Linked DNA regions of Rattus norvegicus: region 2 is linked to region 1. The links are chromatin contacts, called in public Hi-C maps. All regions are on one chromosome and are shown on one strand. The core of a region is the stretch at or near the end of the contact, and the rest is flanking DNA. Distances in the headings are between cores, read along the strand shown. Region 1 has its middle 89 kb from the start of Glul. Region 2 has its middle 50 kb from the start of Zfp648.

What was found. Hi-C and Micro-C count contacts between places; a contact is called where the count stands out from the background.
Region 2: a contact with region 1 is called in a Hi-C map of liver, with 3 times the contacts expected there. The contact joins two enhancer-like sites. A contact is called at or near these places in 3 of 12 Hi-C or Micro-C datasets (kidney and liver).

What each region holds. Positions count from the first base shown.
Region 1 is chr13:68,662,577-68,668,424 of GRCr8, reverse strand. No RefSeq gene overlaps it. Among named protein-coding and RNA genes, the nearest start is that of Glul, 89 kb to the right of the region's middle. Within about 2 kb of position 2,509, at least 5 of the 93 cell types and tissues checked have an H3K27ac peak or open chromatin away from gene starts, as enhancers often do. A contact at or near this core is called in liver, where this site is marked.
Region 2 is chr13:68,834,944-68,840,791 of GRCr8, reverse strand. No RefSeq gene overlaps it. Among named protein-coding and RNA genes, the nearest start is that of Zfp648, 50 kb to the left of the region's middle. Within about 2 kb of position 2,486, at least 84 of the 93 cell types and tissues checked have an H3K27ac peak or open chromatin away from gene starts, as enhancers often do. A contact at or near this core is called in liver, where this site is marked.

The DNA.
Region 1 (5,848 bases), core at 1,260-3,759:
CTCTGCTCTCAGCACTGAACCATTTGCTTCGAAGGAAAGATGCAGGGAGAAGAGGGGTCACTGTCCTCAGTTGTGTGCCTACTGGTGACCTCACCAGGCTCCAATAGATAAACCAATGATCACACAGATGGCCCCGGTTAAACTAATGAGTCACAAAGCAAACCCAAAGTTCATGGGTCCAGGAAAGGGACTGGTTGGAAAGGGAGTTGGTAGGAATGGGAGGGAGACAAGAGAGGATAGGAAGAGAGATCATGATCATAATGTATTAAATACAGACATAAAATTGTCAAATAACAAATTTTAAACTCATAAAAATGATACACAAAGGTGAGATGGATAGTGTTGAAGCCAGCAGCTAGTCTCCAGCCCCTTCCATGGAAGTCAGGACAAAGCTATAAGACACAGAATGAAGTCTGCTACATTGCAGAAGGTGACAGCATCAACTCAGCAAAAACCATCAGCTGAGCAGCATAGACAATTCTCACGCCCGGAAGTGCTGGGGATGTCTCCCACTGAAATGTGAATTCAGAAGACTTTTGATATCATCCAGCTCAACCTCCTCCAGAGACTCAGAGGGGCAAAGGGTCATGCCCCAAACCAGAACTAGAATTCCGATCGGGACTGCATCCTGCGTACCTCAGTTTGTCCTATAATCTTCCCAGAGACAAATAGATGTTAGAGGTAGTCAGGATGGTAATCTCAAGTCTTTCGACACTTCAGCGCTCCAACTGACCTCACAAGGCAACAAGGGTAAAGGGGGCCAGGAACCCAGAGGCTTTCCCCTGCCTGGGATGTTAGCCTTTGAGCTACAAATTGGGCCCCCTCCGATTGAACCACTTGTAAAGACCCACTGTGTCTCCAGACTTCCAAGTGGAGGTGTCTAGTGAAGGAGCAGATGTTGGGACTGCAAAGAGAGATCGCAACATGATCAATGATCACAATCACACCAAAGGGTGAGATTTTTCCGGACCAGAGAGCCTGAGATCCTTAAGAAGAGAAAAATGCCCAAGACACAGCTGTTAGGAACAGTAGCCTTCAGACAGGAAGAGCAAAGGAAACCAAGGGACCAATGGGGGCCAGGCAATCTCTGAATACAGGTCTTAGATGTCTGGAACTGGGAAGGAGTGCCTTGATGCTTGCCGGCCTCTTTGGTGTTGAATATGTCTCAGGAAGCTAATGGTCAGTGACGCAAAGAAATGGGAGGAGCTAAAAGTGGAGGAAGACATGGTGCTTACCTGAGGGGCCACTTCCTGACTTAACAGTGGAAGAACAGTTTTCTGTCTGTTTCGCCTCATCCTCTCCCCATTCCCATTAGCACAGATGGGAGAACCCTGGCAATACGAGAGTCTCCAGGAAGGGTCAGCAGAGGGCCACCTATGCCTCTGCTAAGTGGACTTAGTCCAGATTAGAGCATGTGTTGCTCTGAACTGTGTGGCATAAAGGTTGGGCAAGTATGCGCTTTCCTGGTGCTGAGGGCAAAGGTCAAGGGAACTGGGCAGGGAGCAGAAAGGCAATCTTATGCTAAAAGCAAAGAGAGTGGGGGTGGGGGTGGGGGGCATCCCCTTTTACCTACCAAGTGTATTCACCAGAGGTTAGCCGTTTTACAGGAAATAGAAACTTCAGGTAGCAAGTTACCAAGCTGGGTGTCAATAGATTGTTAGCTTTTGATTGGTCCAAGATAACCTGACATCTTACCAACAAGAACCCCCCTCCCTTCCTCTATGTTCTGGTTATACTGGTTTTCTGTAGGTTCCTCCTGGATGAGACTCTGCAACCATGGAGAACAGAGAGAACCATGCAGAAGAACTCAGGCTTTGGAGCTGGCAGCCACATCTGTACGTTGGTGTTGATACTCACCTCTGAGGACCGAGTGACTCTTTACAAAAGGGTGACTCTTTACAAATTAGCTACCCAGGAGGTGCCCTCCATTCTTACTTTGAAATATGCTCTTAATCATGAGAGCCCTCAAGCCACCTTCATTATGGCTTTCCCCAATTTAGACTCATTGTCCAGATCAACAATGCACTCGATGCTTTTCTTTGTGCTCCATCAGTAGGTGCTGTTCTGTCATGACATCGCCAAGCTATTGCACACTGGAAACTGCTTGTTCCAATATTGCAGCTCCTTGGATACAAGCTGACATGCTTTTGTAACGCTCAGCCCTTTACCTAGATCCTTGAGAGACTTCACGTTTCCCAGTTTTCTCAGCAGGCATGAGGGATTGACAAGTTCCTGATCTAAATGTCCAGGAAGACTCTAGGTCCTCAGTGTAAACTCCCTCAGAGACAGAGACGCGCACAAGCAGGTGCCTGTGGCTATAAGGCAGCCATGTGGTAGCTGCTATAGCCGTAGCACCCGGTGAGACAGTCAGTCCTTTTTGGCTGTTACTGTAAACCACCAGGCGTGGGTACAGCTTGCTGGTCTCTCTCTCTCTGGCACATTGAGTGATTCCTCATTTGCCCTTTTCCTCTGAAGTTCATGCCCTCAGGCACCGGGCTAAATTTAGCTCTTTTCGGGAACCTTTCCCGACTGTTACACAGACCGGTAGTTTTGGCCATCCCTCAGACAGGGCTTAGGGCCACCTCCCCTCACCCAGAAGTCTCTTCAGGTGCTCAGGGCTGGGGCTCCACTTGTGTGATTGGTCCTTTTCATAGCATTAAGTCAACAGGACTTGTTTTGAGAATCAATCTGTGCTCTTGAAAGCCGAAGCCCTTCATTCTGGTCCCTGAACCTTTGGTTCTCCTTTGTCATCTCTTACAATTGCCCACAGCTCTCTTCACTTCCCGTTATTTTAGCTGCATGTGGGGCACATATCTTCAATCCTAACACTTTGGAGACAAAGAAAGGTGGATCTCTGTGAGTGCAAAACCAGCTTGGTCTGCAGTCTAGGATAGCCAGAGCTACATAGAGAGACCCTGTCTCAAAAAACAAACAAAACAAAAATATCTCATTTTATTTTATGTGTGTGTGCCTGAGTATATAGAAGTTCATCACATTCATGCAGGAACCTGTAGAAATCAGAAGAGGACATTAGGTCTCCTAGAACTGGAGTTACAGATGGTTGAAAGCCATAGTGGGTGCTGGGAACTGGGAACTGGGTCCTGCGTCCTGCGTCCTCTGAAAGAGTCAGTGAGTGCTGCTAACTACTAAGCCATCTCCCCAGTGCCCAGGTAGGTACCACTAACAGATGCTAATTAGTGTCTACTTATGGGTGAATTATTCTGAGGAAGGCAGAGGCTAGAGTCAGAATCTCTTGGTGGGTGGTTAAATGAGAGAAACATACACGAAGGCTTTTATAGGTTTCGATGTACTCCTTTTCAAAGGCGCAGAACAGGGTGCATCGATCACACTCAACCTTTTATTATTTTGCTTTATTATTTTCTTCTTTTTAATGTAAGCTCTGAATAAATCAACCAATCAGCAAGCATGAATGGATCTCTGCCTTCATTCAATTAGTTAGGAGCTGGTCAGAAGTGAACAAAGGAACAGTGGAAGCAGATAGGAAAGGAGTCTTGGGGGTGGTTGGAATACTATTGGGAAAGGATTCGATAGGCCCTCTATCCTCCTAGAATTTGAAAGCCATCTGATGAAGCCAATCTAACCCACTTAAAACAAGATCAGTGCTAGCACTAAATGTGAGGAACATTCTGGAAAGGCTTTGCAGAGGAGGGAGGTTTGTACTGGCCTTGAAGTGTAGGAAGGCTTTAAATGGATACAGGGAGAGACTCATAATCAGAAAGAACATGATGAGCAGAGACCAGGGGAAATGACTCCTACAAGGTTCACACACTTGTGACTTGGAGGTGCCTGTAAAAAGCCAAACAGACTCAGCGGGAAGTGTACATGAGGGAGAGGAATTAACCAGATGTAGTTCACATCTGCAAGGCCAGTCAAAGCCCCAACCATGACACCTGGTAGTATGAGTGGGCCCCTGTTAAAGAGGAATCTTGCCCTGTTTTTCTTCTAGAAGTGATAACAAATGAGCTCTTACTCAGATTCACCCTCAGTCTCATCTTTTCTTTCTAGATAAGAAGGTCAAGAGGTACCGTAAGACCAAAGCAAGGGGTTCTAGAACAATGAGACCCCTGGTGTGCATGTCCTGCCATAAAGGGCTCTAGTCACATCTGGGCACAGATTCCCAGGAGAAGAGTCAACTACTTAGAGGTGGTTGGAGTCATTGAAGAATATGGCTTAAAGATATACCAAGATGAAAAATCAAAAGTAAATACTCCTGAATGGCCACTGTCCTGACACATGACTGGGGCCAATGGCCCTGGTGTTCTTGCTGCCACACTTGCTGACCACAGAGAAGGTCTATTTTAAGGATTTGTCTGACAGGTCCCGTGAAGAAACTGCTACTTTGGAACAGCTTTTTGAAAAGAGACCAAAGCTCCCTGCAAAACTAAAAGGTTAGCACAGGATCCCCAGTAACTCTTTAAACCAAAGCAAACATGAGAGCAGGCCTTGTTTGTTCTGCACAGGGCTTGTCTCCTGCCCTTAGTCACCTGACTCCCAAGGCTCCTGGTTGATTTCCTCCTGGGGTCAAAGATGAGAACAGGCAGCTGGTGCTCAAAAGGCAGGGATGCTAAACTATGAGAGGAGTAGGGGATACATTGTGGTTCTGGGTTTTTGTTTGTTTTTTTAATTTCACAGAGCTTTGTTGGGTAGTGGTTCTGTTTTTTGAAATGGTGAAATTGTTGCTGGAAATAATACCAGCTATATAGAGGTCCAGATATCCAGCACATTTAAAATAGCCTCTCGGTGTTTCTCCTCCAATCTTCCTTACCTTCCAGCCTCTAAGGCAGGCTGCCTCCCCTGAATCATGCAGTTTGTGTAACCCTTAAGTGACCTGCCCTATGGAATCTGCAATCTTGCTTAGAGCACAGTATGACAGTGACAGACTATACAGCAAAGAAAATAGTGCAGGCCATGTGTAAATGCTAAGGAATAGTGATGTTTTAAAACTGCACGGTAGAGGTGGAACAAGCATGAATGGCTCAGAATACACAATGAAGAAGACCTTGCCTATAATCTGAAGTTCTTAGCCTGGCTCCCCATTCTCCCCACCCCAGCCTGAGGCCACCATCTTTCCCCTCCTCACCTCCTAGGATTCATGTCTGCAATCATACTGGCTTGTGCCCGTGTTCTCCCACTCACAGCTGGGTTTTCCATTTGCTTCATTCTGTCCGCCATTGAACGTAACTCCTCTCTGCCTCAAATCCTAGCCATGTTCCAGATCTGACTCATGTTTCTCCTGCTTCTCAAAACCTTCCCAGCTCACGCCATCACTCTCTCTGAACCCGCAGCACATGGTGCCCAGAACTCTTGGCCTGGAAGATCTTCTTCCCATTCATGCACAAATCTTGCAACAGTTCCTTTTTTTTAAAGATTTATTTTATTTTTATTTTATGTGTATTGTGTTTTGCCATGTGCACGCCTATGCTTTCAGAAGAGGGCATTGGATCTCTTGGAACTGGAATTACATCCAGTTATGAGCTGCCATGTGGGTACTGGAAACTGCACTTGGTCCTCTGGAAGAGCAGCCAGTTCTCTTGGGACAGCTTCTTTCCCTTCTTGACTTTTGATCTTTGTGTGCCATCCCTCTAACCAACTACTTCATGCTCTCTATGAGAGGTGGCATTTTCTATATCCTCCGGCATCTAGCTCAAGGTCTAACATGTGATCAATGATGATCAGTAGTTGTTTGTCAAAGGGGTGACACTAGAAAACTTTTTTTAAACGTTTGTTTTTGTTCATTCGGGGGTTGTGCAAGCATGCAGAGGGCAGAGGGCAGAGGGCAGAGGGCAACTTCCTTGAGTCAGTTCTATCTTTCCACTATGTGTATCCC
Region 2 (5,848 bases), core at 1,237-3,736, 170 kb before region 1:
GACCTCTAAATTGGGAGAGAGACTAATGATTCTTTGTGCTTATGTCTTTATTTAATGTCCAACTTTCAAGAGTGAATTGTAATCTTAATGCCTGGAGTTGAGGAAGGGGTTCCTAGAAGGCTGATGTCATAAATTCAGGCTAATAGTTGGCCAGTCTATTTGCACCACTGATTCTCGGGCACACATAAGTATTCTACTGTGCTAAGAGCTTCCTATCCTACCTGTTCCACAATGAGGATAGGGAGACATGGTCAATGCAGCCTCCACATTTGAACGGTGCAGCTTTTCCTAGTTATCTGTCTGGTCTAGCTTCCTTTTAGTCTCATTGGGGCGGGGGGGGCATGCTTTGTGAATCCCTTTCTTTAAGTAAAATTACACCACTTCATTTCATTCTCTGCCCCTCTCTAGGAGGAGTTCTAGGGGTCCTTGTTGGAGGCTTACAGCAAGGCAGGAGGCTAGCACCCCTCCAGCGGCAAAGAGAAAGGAACTCAAAACTTCTCAGTCTCCTGGTCCTATCCAGAAAACATAGGTCTTGTCTTCCAAATGTTAGTGTGGAATCACAAATAACTATGAAGGAATTACCATCCGGGAAGCCAGCAGGGGCTGCACAAGCTCACCACAGAGGCCTCTTGTCTTCTAAGAGGTAGTTACCTCTCCAAACCAGAGGTCAAGGCAGAATAAGAAAGCCCAAACTCTACTGCATTCAGAACCACCCTTTACAGCTGCAGACCATCTTGAGGTCCAGTGGGAACAAGTGGGAACGGTTTCCTTGAGAAGGACATCAGAATCTGAGGTGGGGGTCTCCAATTTAGAAGCAGCTATGGGAGAGCAGTTCCTCCACAGCCTCAGAATGCACCATACAGTATTTGAATAAAGTCGTCCTCAGGCAACAGACAAGTTGGTCTCTCAGTGCCGGGTCGATTACAGGGTGCTACCATAAACATCTGCCCTTATGTGGACTGAGGGAGCTGGTAGGCCTTCTATAGGACCTAGAAAAGACAATTTCTTCTTTCTGTTTTTTTTTTGGGGGGGGGTTCTTTTCTTTTCTTTTTTCGGAGCTGGGGACCGAACCCAGGGCCTTGTGCTTGCTAGGCAAGCACTCTACCACTGAGCTAAATCCACAACCCCTCTTCTTTCTGTTTTAGCATGTTCAAAATGGCTCTCCTTAGGACATGATCTTTCAGGCCATCTTCCTAGGAGTGGGGTTTTGGGTTAGTCATTAGATCTGGCATCCTGGCCATCCATGGAGAATGGGAGTGAACTGAATAGCTGTGCAGGTATCCTGGTCTGTGAGGGCTTCCTCCCACCCCTTCCTGTATTAATGAGAAAGGTGAGGGCCAGGAGCAAAGACTGAGTCCTTCCTAATAGAGTGTTCTCAGCAGCGGCGGCTCTCCTACTCACCCTTTCCAGGACGGAACAGATGAAGGTGGCGGTCAGAACGGGACCCTTAGAGCCTGTGCGTTATAAAGTGATGTATAGAAAACAAAGGAGATCAGGATAGTCCATTTATGCAGCCATGTTCAAACTATAGCACAAGGTCTTATGGCCTGCCATACAAGTGAAGTCCAACTCCAAAATCCAAGTCCCAAGATTCGAGCCCTGACTCTGGTGTACCACCAGCTACGGTTGCAAAAAGGAGGGTAATGGAAACCCATGTCCATGAGGTTTGAATGTCTAAGTCCTGCATGGACACCATCAATGCTGGGCCTGGGAGCTCACTTCGGATGCAATGGTTATGCTTCTGCAAATGCTGAACACAAAGGCTGAGAGGGTGGCTTAGCACTTGTAAATCGTGCCATGCAAGCATGAGGATTGGAGCTTGGATTCCCAGAACCCACATAACTCCTGGGCGATGGTGGCAGTCCTCCTGTTGTGATTCCAGTGATCGGAATCTGGAGACAGGAGTTCTCTGGAGCAAAGTGACGAGCCAGAGTAGCTGTATGTGTGAGTTCTGGGTGCAACAGAAAGACTTTGTCTCAATGTATAGAGAAGAGAGAGCTAGAGAAAGGGCCATCAACCTCGGGAGGCCACATAGGCGCAAAAACAAGTACACACTCGCATACATGAATACATACACTTGAACGTGGGCACAGCTGTTACGTCAGTTTGAATTTTCCAGTGTGCCTACTGCAGAAATCTGCAGAATTCCTAGCATTAAAATGCAGAGGAAGGAAAAAAAAAAAAAAACCGAAGCGCTGAGCAGCCAGCACATTTAACCAAGTCATGGACATGCTGGAAGAAAAGCTCTTTGGCATCCATTAGGTGCCTTGGACCCTGGGGCATATCTAGGATCGCTAGAGAACAATAGGTTTTGGTTATCAGAGCAGCTCACTCAGCCCCATTCCAGCCAGGAGGTCATCTGGGGGCTCCAGGAGTTCAGCTCTAGTGTCTAAACAGCCAGAGTGAATTATTCACTTAGGAGGCTGAAAAACAACCCCTGGATTGTGAAATGGAGCTTTCCGAAGTAAAATGTCTTAGTCACTTGGAATCTGACCAAAGTCAACTCTTGGCCCTGACCCACCCATACGTCTGTGCTGGAAGGGAGAAGAGACCGGGAAACCCCAAAACAAATATAAAAGCGGCTAGTCAGCGCAGGATGGGCAAGGTTCTCCAGGGGCAGGTGCACTCCAGGTGAGGCAGGCAGGGATCCTGGAAGCTTCACTTCGAGCAGGTCACAGAAGGGCTGTCAACGGCATTGTTTGGTTCCAGGCCTGAACGGGTCTGTGGCTTACATAACATCTTGGCAGGCAGATGCAGCCAGGCGGAAGCACACGGTTTTCCAGCAGCCCGTAATCATCTTTGATTCTCTGTCTGTTCAGCAACTCTCAGGCGCTGGGGGAGGCAGCTGTGCGGAATGGGTAGGGCAGGATTCCAGCACAGTACAGTCTTCTGTCTCCTTCAGCGGAACAAACAGCCAGGGAACCATCAACTGCCACACACTGGGACTGGGGCAGGCTGGGGGCGGAGCTGTTCTGAAGCCTGGTCCAGGCTTGAGGGCAGAGATTATCCAGCAGCTGAGCACCAGAGCTGTCAGAAGTGTGTGTGTGTGTGTGTGTGTGTGTGTGTGTGTGTGTGTGTGTGTGTGTGTGTGTGTGTTGGGGGAGGGGGTGCCCTGACACCTGACACTATTCGCCACCTTGACTCATTTGTGGGAACAGTGGTGTTCCTTCCCCCCTTTTAAACACAGAGATGTCAGAATTCAGTGTCGTGTCCATCACAAAAGGTAGTTGGGTCAGGGCTCCATGTCTTAGTAAATAATGATTCCCTCCCTACATGCCTTCTCCTCTATATGGGTATCAAGCCCATCATGCTGGGTCCTGGGCATGTGGGGGTTGGGAGGAGAAGAACTTTAGATGTCACTTGCTGAAAACACAAATTTGCACTTTTTTTTTTAAAATCCTAACTTGATTCTCATTGACTAGCAGCAGCTGGTGTTCCTATAAAATGACTCCTACTCCCCACTGGCTGTAGATCTCACACTCCCTGCTGTCTTCCACCTCAAAATCTCCTCAGGCACTCACTCCACTTGCCTGGTTCTTGCGTGCTTAGGATGAACTCTCCACTCCATCTAAGCTATTGTTTCCTTCTGGGAATGACCCACTTACCTTGGTGAGGCAGCAGAGTGTAGGTAGTACTTATGAAAAAGAAATACGACGGAGATAGTTTCTATCCACAGAGACTGAAAGGTCTTTGGATGGAGGCTCCAGTCCTTTATTCCTTCAACAGTTTCCCTCAGAAGTCTCACCTTAGAGGTCAAACTAGTGCGTGATTTTATTGGGAATACAGCCCTGGTCATAGGCCTCTCCAGTACCTGGTACTGAGCGCTTATGTTTTACATGTGTTAAGATTAATGAATAATTGTGCGCACGAACTGTTGATCTTGGCAGCGAGGTGCAATTACCAAATACGCCCACACCCTCATCTATTTACTGACTGGACACACTTTGTTATGCAAGTGATTTATGTGACCTTGTATGGTGGTGTGCTCAGATGTTCCTGAATGTTCTGATTCCTTCTAACCCCTAGCCCGCATCTCAGGCCTCAACCCCTTGACGATGCCATGCTGCACAGTTGATCTCTCAGTATTTACCTCATTCCTTGGACCTCTGTGTCCTTGTTGGCTCTGCCATACCTTTGACCTTGTCCCTTCACTTTGCTACATTCCCATTCTCCTCGCCTGCCCCCACCAGCTCCTAGCGCCTTCCCAGCAGCCTCCCTGGTCTTGCTGGGAGTAACCCAGCCCTCACTCCTCTGTTCTCATGTTTTTATGTGAACCTTTTATTTGTCCTCACCGCAATGCTCATGTCCCTGGAGGCGGGGACTGGACTTTCGTTTCTGTGTCCTCCTTACCCCCTCCTTAAATCAAAATCCAGTTACCACAGGGTAGCCACAGTCTCTAGAAGTTCATGGTTCGATCCGTTGTACCAAATAACCACCAACACTGTGCCACGACACCTGTTGACAGACCACAAAGTTCACCATGTGGACCGGACAGAAGAGAACTAGGATAGAAACCTCAAGAACCATGGGGAACCCAAGGCAGGGAGTGACATGAAAAAAGTCCACGTCAATGCTTGTGGCTAAGAAAGGTGGCCACTTAATTCTACATGTGTCACCTGCTCTTACATGCAGGAGCCGCCAGTGGCTCTATGTCCTTTGCAAGACGCGCTGGCTGGTTTTTGTCAACTTGACGTAAATCTAGACATCTCTGGGAAGAGGGAATCTTAATTGAGAACATGTTTCCATTCGAGTCACCTGTTGGGTACTGAGGGAGGGCCTAACCCATTGTGGGTGGCACCACCCCTGAGCAGGTGGTGATGCTGGATGGCATAAAAAAGCAGGCTGAGCAAGCCAAGAGAAGCAAGTCAGTAAACAGCACTCCTCCGAGGCACTCCCCACTTCCTACCTCCAGGTTTCTGCCCTGAACTCCTGACATGGCTTCCCTCAGTGATAGATTTACAAACCACAATGTGAAATGAAATGTTTCCTCCCAAAGTTGCTTTGCTCATGCATTTTATCGCAGCAATAGAGACTCTAAGAGACAAAGTAAAGACCAGATGCCTTGCAGCGGCCTTTCAGGTCCTCTGTGATCCAGGTCTTGCCTCCAAGGTGCCTTCCCGATGCCTGGCTGATGTTCTATTCATGGGCACCCACTTCATCTCCAGATGAATCATCCTCGATTTCCTGGGATGTTTCTTTCTCTGGGATGTCCAGTGTCCTGTAGACCCCTCCAAGACTGACAGAGGCTCTTCAGGAGTGCAGTGGCTTCCTATCCTGAGCACTCACCACTGCTCTTCAACACTGGCTGCCCATATAGACTGTGAGCTTCCCCCATACAAAGACTGGCTCTCTACTCTAGCAAAACACAAGGAAACAATCACATATCCAATAAACATCACACATTTAAAAAATGTTCCAGAACTACTGTTGTAATCAAGAAAGTCTTTGTTTAAGAAGTGAGAAAATCCTGGAAATGAATTTTACAACACTTGAGTGAAGAAAAGCTGAATTCAAAGTGAATTTAAACTAAAATAATATGCAGGGACTTATCTCAAAGGAGTTACTGATAGTTTGATCAAATTCTCTCTCTCTCTTTCTCTCTCTCTCTCTCTCTCTTTCTCTCTCTCTCTCTCTCTCTCTGTGGGGGGTCTGTCTGTCTGTCTGTGTGGTAAGGAGGGAGTCATGGAGTGTGTGTGTCAAAGCATGTATGCAATCACAGGACAACTTTGCAGAGTTGATTCTCTACTTTTACAGAGATTAAACTCAGGTAGGCAGACTTCACTGTAAGCACCTTTACCCTCTGAGCCATCTCACCAGCACAATTTGACCAATTCTTATAATGTTACTT